2 separate regions of the Mus musculus genome follow, and region 2 is linked to region 1. A link is a contact called in public Hi-C data. All regions are on one chromosome and are shown on one strand. Each heading gives the region's core, a stretch centred on a gene start, on an enhancer-like site or on the middle of the called end of the contact. The rest is flanking DNA. Distances are from core to core; before and after follow the strand shown. Region 1 overlaps Btbd9 (BTB (POZ) domain containing 9). Region 2 overlaps Btbd9 (BTB (POZ) domain containing 9).

What was found. Hi-C and Micro-C count contacts between places; a contact is called where the count stands out from the background.
Region 2: a contact with region 1 is called in a Hi-C map of the N1E-115 cell line, with 1.6 times the contacts expected there. The contact joins two enhancer-like sites. A contact is called at or near these places in 3 of 484 Hi-C or Micro-C datasets (the CH12 cell line, the N1E-115 cell line and nephron progenitors) and 1 of 9 other capture datasets (embryonic stem cells).

Annotation. Positions count from the first base shown.
Region 1 is chr17:30,242,660-30,247,727 of GRCm38.p6, forward strand. The region is part of intron 9 of Btbd9 (BTB (POZ) domain containing 9); the gene reads right to left. Among named protein-coding and RNA genes, the nearest start is that of Zfand3, 240 kb to the left of the region's middle. Within about 2 kb of position 2,427, at least 19 of the 459 cell types and tissues checked have an H3K27ac peak or open chromatin away from gene starts, as enhancers often do. A contact at or near this core is called in the N1E-115 cell line, where this site is marked.
Region 2 is chr17:30,386,023-30,391,090 of GRCm38.p6, forward strand. The region is part of intron 6 of Btbd9 (BTB (POZ) domain containing 9); the gene reads right to left. Among named protein-coding and RNA genes, the nearest start is that of Btbd9, 190 kb to the right of the region's middle. Within about 2 kb of position 2,974, at least 17 of the 459 cell types and tissues checked have an H3K27ac peak or open chromatin away from gene starts, as enhancers often do. A contact at or near this core is called in the N1E-115 cell line, where this site is marked.

The DNA.
Region 1 (5,068 bases), core at 1,177-3,676:
AGGTCCACAGGCTGCAAGCTAAGGAAATCACAGAGGTGTTGGCATCAGAGAACCAAAGGCCTTAGGAAGATGACTTCAGTGGCAGTGAAGCTGGGTGGTTGGCACAGAGGCAGAACTGGCTGAGGGTGGCAGTCAGCCTACCCAGGGAGCATGGGCTGGGAAGCGGCGGAGGGAAAGAGGACAGATTCAGTCTTCCTGGGTTTGGGCCCAGATCTGCCCCTCACCTGCGGCACAGGCTGTCACTAGACTCTGCTGTCAAAGCTGGGCCCACTCCTGCAGAGCATCACCAGTGACAGGAGGTGCTACAGCTAATGGCTGTGGCTCCTACTACAGGTATAAGGCATGTCTCTGCTGCTACCCACGTGTGGTCTTGAAGGACACCCTACTTCTGCTGGCCCCAGCTGACCCTCCACTCCCTGTCAATTCTGCCTTACTCTCTTCTGCCTCCAGTCTCTCTTTTCTGAGAATAGAGTGTAGGCAGGGACATGGTTAGGAAGCCACCTGGGCCTGGGTCCTGCTCTGGTGGGTGGCTGGGTCCTGGGACCTGGAGTGTCTGGCTCTCATTTGTTCTTGGCATCACCATCTTATAGCTGCAGTAATCCTTCTGTACTGCCGACTGAGTCTACGCCAGGTCAACAAACTATTTACCAACAGGCCAGCATTTTAAGTTCTGAAGGCCACAAAGGTCTGTGTCACATGGCATTTATTTATTTATTTATTTACACAATTCTGTAAGAACATAAAAATCATCCTAGCCTGGGGACTATACAAAGGAGGCAGTGGCAACTTTGGCCCTGGCTCTACCCAACTCCATACAGCAGTGAAGGTGACTTTTCCAGCCTCTCCCGGGCTGTAGCTGGGTTTCTGTTTGGTGTGTGTGTCTGAGACCGGGTCTTGCTGTGTAATACAAGCTGACCTGAGATTCATGATGCTCCTGTCTCAGATGATGGAGTGCTGGGATACAGGAATGTACCGTGCAGTCTGTTACTTCATTCTGACTTAAGCTCGTGTTCCTAACACATGAGCCAGCCAGAACTCTCTCTGAGCGCCAGCCTCTAGGCTGTGCTAGAACTCTCTCTGAACAGCCCCCTGACCTTGGCAGGCTTCCCTGCCAAAGACAGCTTATCTTGACTTTTGCCCCTGAGATACAGAGACCGTCCCAGTAGAGAGGCCCATATTATGTCTCTACGGTCCTGGTCTGGACTGCTGGCTACCAGGGGCCTTCAGCAGAAGAGTGGGTGGCGGGACCAGACTTTGGCAAAAACAGAAGATACTCTAGGGCAATTTCAGAAACACAGCACTGGTTGTCTTCATCTAATGTTCCTTAATTTGAAATCTCAATTGATCAATAAACTGTGCTTCTTAGCACAAGAACTTAGTGATAGTTTCTAATGGTAAAGGGCATTGTTTATCAGGTTTGGGAAAGCCACCCGCTCACTGAGCAGGGCTGTAGATAGGCTGTCTGCTCTTGCTCTGTACTGACATCAGTCTCTAGGCTGAGTGGCCCTTTGTATGGCATCTGAGATGATGTCTGGTTTGTCAAGAACAGCGAGGCTGCTTCCCAGGCAGAGTGGGGGAGATGGTATTTTATTGTTGCTTTGACGCTTAGTCTTCTTAGGCTAATCACTCTCTCCACCAAGTTAGCCCTCTGAACTCCATCCTTCCAATCCCCAATTCTTCCATTGCGCAATCCCAGCCCTCACTTGTCATCTTACTGCACAACCCACCACAGCACGCTTCAGACTTCATCAGGAATACGGAAAGGCAGCTGGGGTGAGAGGGCTCTGCTCCTCTGTGAGCTCAGCATTCACACAAAGGGCAGACGAAAGCAGCGGGGCCTGCTACCCAAACCACCAGCTAAACTTTTACTTTGCCTTTCTGCACCCCAATGACCCAAATTTCACACACTCTTTGGAGAAGGGCGTGTCTCCCCACCATCTCCTGCCCCTCTTTTCTGAGTTCCTCTCCAGGGGCTGACAGGTCCTCTTTGCTAGTGCATTTTCGGTACGACATATATGATGGCTTCCTGTGCTGTTTAACATGGTAATGTGGAATATCAGATGCATGAGTTGAAATGGCGGTCTGTGCCTAAAATAGCCTGATATCTATGGCTATGAGCTCGCTGGCCATCAGGGTAACTACACACAGCTACAGCTACAGCGCCTCACAGTCTAGGATGAGCCTCTGGCAGGTCAACTGCACGGCGTTTGGCAGCTGATGTGAGGTGAGCAGCCGTTCTGGAGGGGCTGTGGGCCTCCCAGGATACGCCTCCTCCCTCACTGTGCTTTCCTGAGTCTGATCCTTGCCAGCTCCATTACAAGCAGGGTAGAAAATTTTTGTGCTGGGATTTACTGGCTTCCTCCTGAGCTAGCTAAGGAATGGTGTCCCCGCTCACGTTCTCGTGGGGTTGGCAGCTATCCTTTCTGTAGGGTTTGACAATATACACTGTTCTGGCCAGCAGGGATCTTCCCCTCACCCCTCATAAAGCTTTACAGTGTATGACTCATTCAGAAAGGAGTCTTGATAATGCAGATTTATTATGAGGTGTCTGCCTTTAAAATGTGATTTAATGGTGCTCGTACTTATTCGCTGACATCTTTATAAAACTGTTAGTGTGGAAATATATTTGTCTTTCTGAAAGTAATTCTTCCTTTTACAAGTGTCGAGCAAAACAAGAGCCATACATTAAAACCGCAGCAGCGAGAGCCACGGAGGTCTCATTACACCGAGACTCAGCTTTGCCACCCCAAACTGAGCTCAAGGGCTTCCACTTGTGCCCCTGGGCATGGCAGCATCTCTGCCCCTCCCTACCCGTGCTCCAGGCTGTGTCCAGAGGGTAGAAGGCGGCTCTCAAGGTCAGCCAGATCTGCAGGCTGGTGGGCGGGCGCAGTCAGTAAACAAGCCTCTGATTATGATTTACCTTTGCTTTTCTTCCTACCTTAGCCTGGTTTATGAACAGATCTTGTTGATTTAGCCTTTTAGCCAATTAGAACAGAAGGTCTGATTGACAGCACATGAATAAATACCACTTTACGGTTGGAGACAGAGTCACTCTCCCCTATTAATCAGGCCTTCTGCCGGTGTTTAGGTAACATGATATTTATCATGCCTCTCTGTTACAGTCCCTTGGGGTGTCATTTCATGGCCTACCAGTAAAAACTTCACATTTACAGCAACTGCCCCTCTATTACTGTCGATAATATCTAATTGATATGTCAAACCTCCAAGGAATGCAGTAAATTGGAACACTGACTCCCAAAAGAAAATAAACTAGCAGACAGGTAAATCAGCACCCGTCTGCCTGCCGTGACTCAGTCACTTCCGTCCAAAGGTCTCCCCTCAGGAAGCCATCACCACCATCTTTCCTTCCTGCTCAACATCGCAATGAGCCCTGAGCACAGCCAGGACATGGACATGGATCCAAATCCTTTTGCCTGGCCAGGCTGGAGGTGCCACAGGCATTATGTGGGGTGCAGTGTACGGCAGACAAGAGCAATGAACCTGTCAGAACATGATGGCTTTTCTCAAGCTAGCCATGTTGTCAGCAGAGCTGCAGTCTCATATGCCTTCCAAACGTCCCTACAGAGAGGGGAGGACACTCAGAAGAAATGAAGTCAGAGAAGGAACAGACGGGCCTGAGCACTTAGCAAGAATCAGATCCATCTGACACTGAAATGCAGCATGTGCCTTAGACAACAGGCCTTTCAGCCACTCAGATAAGGCATCCTAATAGAAAGGCTTCAGATGCACACTGAAGCCTCAGGAGAGACCAACCACACTGATAACTCACTCACCCATCAACAAAGATAACAGAGCAGGAGTTGGACTATAGGTTGTGGAGTACAGGCAAGAAACAGAAACACCCACAAGTCAGCTGCAAAGGTAATCAGACAGACCTGGAAAACAGGCATTTATGGCAAACCTCCCTCTACATGGCAGCTGTGAGCACAGTGGTTCTCTCTGGCACAAGACTCCAGTCTCCCTCTTGCTATTGTTTAAACTAATTCTTCTTTTGAAAAATCACCAAAAGTTGGGCAAGTTCACAGAAATGAACTTCTAGTCTTGACTTTAAGGTCTGCACCACAAACAACTGAACATCACCCTCAGGTCAACCCCAGGACAGCACCAATGACCTCCCTTAAACACCAGACCAGCTGAGAGCACACACGTCTAGAGTCCTAGCACTTGGAAGGCAGAGAAAAGAGGATCATGAGCCTGAGCCCAGTGAGGGATGAGCCCTCCACAGGAGCTGGAAACTCGGCACAGGTCAGCCGTGCTCTCCCCTCATTCCCCACATGCTCAGTTTCAACTCTTCTGCCAGATGTCTTCTGGGACTCCCTTTGTTTTTTCCCTTCTCCTTTAAAGAAAAACGTGGTCACATTTGGCTCCAACGACTGCCCCAAGCCTTACCCCGTTCTCATCTGCCTTTGGAAATACTGACCAGGCTACTGCTGCCCACGGCACTGAAGTAAGGGGAGCTTTGTTAAAGGCCCAGGCCTGGTTCCGCCCACGGTGAGCCTGAAGTCTCATGGCCTGTGCACTCTACTTCTCTGTGGTGTTATGTCTTCTTGGATCAGCTGTCTGCTGGCTCAGCTGATAAGCCCCCGGCCCCGTGAGCAACATGCCAGATCTCAGCTGGGGCACGGCACACTTCTGGATGAGGGCGATCTCATTATGAAGAGAAAGAGCAGGACCCTCCAAATCCACACCACTGCCTGGGGGAAGAGGATTCTCGGGGTAAAACCAACCTTGAATGAAGATGCTCTAAAGCTGCCCACAAAGGCTTTCTAAAGATTACCAGCCACACACACTCCATGTGTAAACAGAGCAATGAAGATGCTGTCTTCTGGAAAGTCATTCAGGACAAGGTAATGCAGAACTTGAAAGGTGAAGTGTAAAGGGAACAGCTAGCCTAAGCCCAAGAGCTTCAAGAGACAGACCAGGCCCACAGTGCACCAAAGAGCAGCAGGGAGATGTTTTAAGCAGAGACCTAGGGCCCCACTTTGGCTTTCCATGCTCATGCACTCAATCGTTTATCCAAACACTACTCTCCGCAAAGTGCAAGCTT
Region 2 (5,068 bases), core at 1,724-4,223, 140 kb after region 1:
AACACCTCATCTTCCTGCTTCTATCTCCTAGGGCCTGGGATCACAGCATGTGCCACCAGGCCCAGCTCTACAATAGGCTTCTACATTCTAAAGCCATGCCCCATGTCACATTTCTACTGTCCTTTAATCACCCCTTGCCTACTGTAAGAACCTCCCTAACTCCCACTCTACAATGTACCACACATGCTACTGAGCCATCTCTGCAAGAGGAAGGGAATCATCACTGTATAAGGAGAAGGGATCAACCCTGATAGAGAGGCAAGAGTTAGAAGCCTACAGCATAGTTCACGCTGCCTCATCTACTGCCTGGGCTCCAGGTGAGCAGTGCTAGAGATCACTCCCCAAAGGCGGCATCCTCGGAACCTAAGGAACATCGGCGTTGGGGCTGTGTAAATACAGGGTAAGTAGGAGGGGATCACAGAAACACCCTGGATGGACAAAGAACGGTCTTTACAGAAGAGATTCCAAGTGTAAACGCTGAGTGTGAGCAGTATGAGTGGGAGCAATCTGCACAGGAGGCTGGAGTCTGCTGCTGCCCACGTGTCCAGTGTGTGGCTGAGCATAGACCAATACAGAGTGCAGAGACCATGAAGCCCCACGGCTCAGTTGAAGCTACAATACTGTTCCAGGGTTTCATGGTGAAATCAAAAGTGACTGATAGACTATAAGTACCTCAGTATATGGCACAGAGGAAGTGTTCAAAACATTAACTTTATATAATCTCTTCAAGAGAATCCCAAGGAAGATCTGCTTTGTAAATTGACTCAATATATTGGAAATTGTAATGAGAATTTTTGTAGTTGTTGTTGGTGCTGTGTGTGTGTGTGTGCTTGTGTGTGTGAGCTATTTCTTGTGATTGTGGTTGTTTTGAGCCAGCATCTCTTGTAACTCAGGCTGGTCTTGAAATTGCTATTTAACCAAGGATGACCCTGAACTTCCAATCTCCATTCCTTCAATCTTAGTGCCAGGCCTAGGACAATGTTCTTTCTTGTGGGTAATATACTCAGTAAACAAAAAAGTTTAATTTCTATGAATAAGCAATAAGTGATATGACAAGTAAGCTAAGGAAATCAATTCCACTTATAACAGAGGAAAGAACAGTGGTCTGAGGATGCAGTTTGGTGTAAAGCACGTGCCTAGCTTGTGTGCAGCTCTGAGTTCCATCACCAGCACAACAGACAAGGTAAACCACGTAGGAATATAGTCCACAAAAGCAGGAGACATGACAGCAACAGAGATCACTGAGGGGGGCTTAGGAGAGACTTCTCCACCACTGGTGGAAGGACAACTAACCACGGTCATACAGAATGGATGCATTCAAACTCCTGCTTCACACATTTGCAAAATTATCTCAAAATGGAGGAGATATTAGGTCTAAGGTCTAACCTCTCAGAAAACGTAAGTGTCTGCTTTCATGAGCTTGGCTCAGGCAAGAGCTACTCCGATATGAAAAGGGGATGAACTAGGCTTCATCAAAACGAGAATGTTTGAGGGAGAATGGATACTGCAGTGAAGTAGATGCTTAGCATACACAAGCCCCCTCCCCCACACACACCAGAGCAAGTGTGTTAGGAACATAAAGAGACACTCCACACAATGCGAGAAAAATCTTTTTAAATGACAGAAATAAGGATCTAGAACCCATATTATATAGAGGTTTAAAACCCAATGGCTAAAATAAAAAAAAAAACAAAACAGCATAATCATATGTTGGCCAAGTAAACAAAAATGACTCCATTTAAAAATAAACAAAGGAGCTGAGTAAGACATCTTCCCAGAGATGACGTACACTTTCAACATCAGCAGGAAGAGGTACGCCACACACAGCACTGCTCTCCAGGAGGAGCCAATCAAGAGCACGGAGTGTCCATGAGCATGAGGACAACCACTGACAGTGTGTTACAGCAGGCGGCTCCGAGGCTCCCCATGAAAAACATTATAGCCGCTCCTCAGAGAGGTCAGCACTGAGCTGCTACAGCTACAGCCACGACAGTAACCTAGAAAGCTCTACACATGCATCTACACAGACACTGGACATGGGTGGTTCCTGCAGCTATTTCAGAAAAGCTCAAAGATTCCATTCCAAGAACCACCTAACCGGCTGACAGGCCTCCTCCTACCACTGCTGACCCTGCGGTACACCGTTATGTCACAGGCGAGAGGGAAGTGCTGCTACTCATCACAGCACAGCCAAAGCTCGAGAACATTTCAAAAAGTAAAATAAGAAAAGACCTTTGGTGTGTAAAGCATATCTCATTTTTAAAAGTGTATCTAGAAAATTAGTAACAAAATAAAGCCATTCATTTAGATTACTGACCCATTTTCTCCCAGCCCCCTCAATCCTGGGTCTTTAATATCTTAGTACACCGTTACACCAAAGTGTGTAAACTGAGCAGGTGAAGGAACAGAACACATGGATGTGATCTTATCCAGCTCAGTCTGAAATAAAGGTGCATTCACTGCTGACAGCTGATCCAGGACAATAAAAGTCAGACTGTAAAGACAGAAAGCCGCAGAGCAGAGCGAGTGAGGAAAAACCCATCCCAGGCTACCAAATACACAGACCTGTCAGCCTGGCATGCATTGAGATCTTACTCTGCCAAACGCAAATTCAAAATAAATATCAGGAATCTAGACAGAGGGAAGCTCAAACAAGCAAAATCATTTCTAGTTGTTAATGCAGATGAGAGAAAATAAACAGATGTGTTTTGTTCTGGGCTTGTTATTATCAAATTGGCACAGGCTGGAAGGCAGGGACACAGGAAGAGCACTGGGGGGGGGGCATGAAATGATGGGGTTCAGCTCACACCTCTATTTCAGGGATATTCAGAAATTACTTCACGGATAGAGGTCAGACCTTCTAGTGTTTGTCAATTCATGCTGCAAGAATGAGGCAAGAAGCTCAGCTGCGACTGCTTGGACCCTCAGTGCTTCCTGCCCAGGGATACAAAGGGATCCTTGGCTCTTCCACACACTGAAGGAGTCAGTCACAATGTACGCATCTCCAAACCAGACAGAAACTGCCTTCTGCTCCTGGCTCAGTTCTAGGATATACTGTGATGCTGGCTTCTGTCCAGAGTGTGCTGAGGAAGGACCTCTGGTGCCTCCACAGCTAACCTGGGCAGGACCGAAGCTGCATGCATCTCTCTCACTTTCAACCTTTTACAGAAAACAGAAGCTCTGTAACTGAAGATAATTTGGAAATTGGCATGAGAATTTAAAAAAAATAAATCCAATTGGACAATTATTGTAAGGCTCCTGCCAACTTTTGGTTCCTTGCCACAGAGAGTAATGATTCCTGCCAGTCACTAGGAAAAGAATAGCTTCTAGAAAAGCCAAGTTTTGATGAAAAAAAAAAAAAAAAAAACCCAGTAACCCTGCATCAGCACATAGCAACTTGTAGGGAGCTGGGGCTCTGCAAATCAGATTCAAATTCAGGAACTTAATTTTTGCTTCTGCAAAGGAGTTCCAGGCTGGGAACAGAGCTCGATGGTAGAATGTTGCCTAGAGTGTGTGAGGCCCTAAGTTCACCTCTCAGAGTAATAAGCAAGCAAACAAACCAACAAACCAATGCGAAGTTCCTGGCAAAGAATAATTATCATATGGCCTTTGCGGTGCAGACCATGGATAGATAACACGTGCTTCAAGGGCAACGCAAAGACCTCAAGTTATTCTGTCCAAGTTTATTCTGTAATGTTGAAAAGCAAAAGAAACAAACCCAAGCCAATACAGGCAGAAAGTAGCCATAGCCCCCATATGTTTCCACATTAAAGAACTAAACAAATTGGGTGTGGTAGCACTCACCTCTAACCCCAAGACTATGAAAGCAGAGGCCAAGAAAGCAAAGTTCAATTCAGCACCTAGGACAGTTCCCCAAATGCCCAGTGAGCTGAGACATTACACTCTGAACACTTTGAGAGAGTAAGCTTTATGAAGGTGGGAGGGAATTGGGAATCAACAGAAGCCTGTAGACTGTCTCTGTAAGAGGATCATTTTTGTTTGTTTGCAACAGAGTTTCTCTGTGTAGCCCTGACTGTCCTGGAAGTCACTGTAGATTCAATTGCCCTGGGTGTTAGGATCCAGGCATGCACCACCCCTGCCCCACTGTTAGAGGATCTCAAGAGGCATGTGCTAGAAAGCTGCTCACACCAAGTGGGCCTCCAAACTGAAACCTCAGCCAAGCAAGCTGGTCCACAGGCGCCTGTGAAGGACAGGGCCAGTGAGGGAGGGGTACCTAGCACCTTGTCTCAAAAAGCGAGACTACATGCTCTCAGTTAACCATGAAGAGCAGCAGCCAAGCTTTAAAAAAAAAAAAAAATCTCTGAATTGTACCACCATCACCAAAGTTTCAGCAAGGCACACAACCACAGTATACAGAACACACAGTACCATCCTCTTGTGTTTCCTGTCAGGATTGATGCTCAGGAAGAGTTATTAACTAGTGGATTTTGTTTTCACCATGATAGGGAATTGGCACTCCCAGTCACAGAGAGTTCATGGCAGCGAAGGACTGAGCCATCACTCTGATACCCTCACATAGGGTTAGGAATGGACAGACTGCTCAATGTCAAATGAGAGAGTGCTCTAAGGAAGTTCTATGTGTATTACAGCATCCAGAGCCAGTGTCTGCCCTGATGCCTTATCAATATCCGATAGGACTGACAGTGTACCACCTCATTAAGTGACTCATCCCCAAAGTAGTCACACCATTAATAAGAGGTAGAGTTAGGTCCAAAATGGAAGTTTTCATTGAAAGCGCATCCCTCTTCTGAGCACTTTTGTTAATGAACACACCCACAGAGGCAGAGGACACAAACAGAAACACATGGGAGAAAACTGACGAAAGGTAAGTGTTGGGGTGATTCCCTCAGTGGGTAAGAAAACACTTGCTGTGTACGCTTGATGACCTGAAACCTAGCCTTGGGAGGGAAGTCAGAGACAGATCTCAGGACATTCCTGCCCAGCCAACTCAGCTGAAATTACAGGGTTCCAGTCCACCGAGAGAGCCTGTCTCAAGACAGTAAGGCAGTCAGTGATAGCAGAAGGCACTTCATATCATCTTATGGCA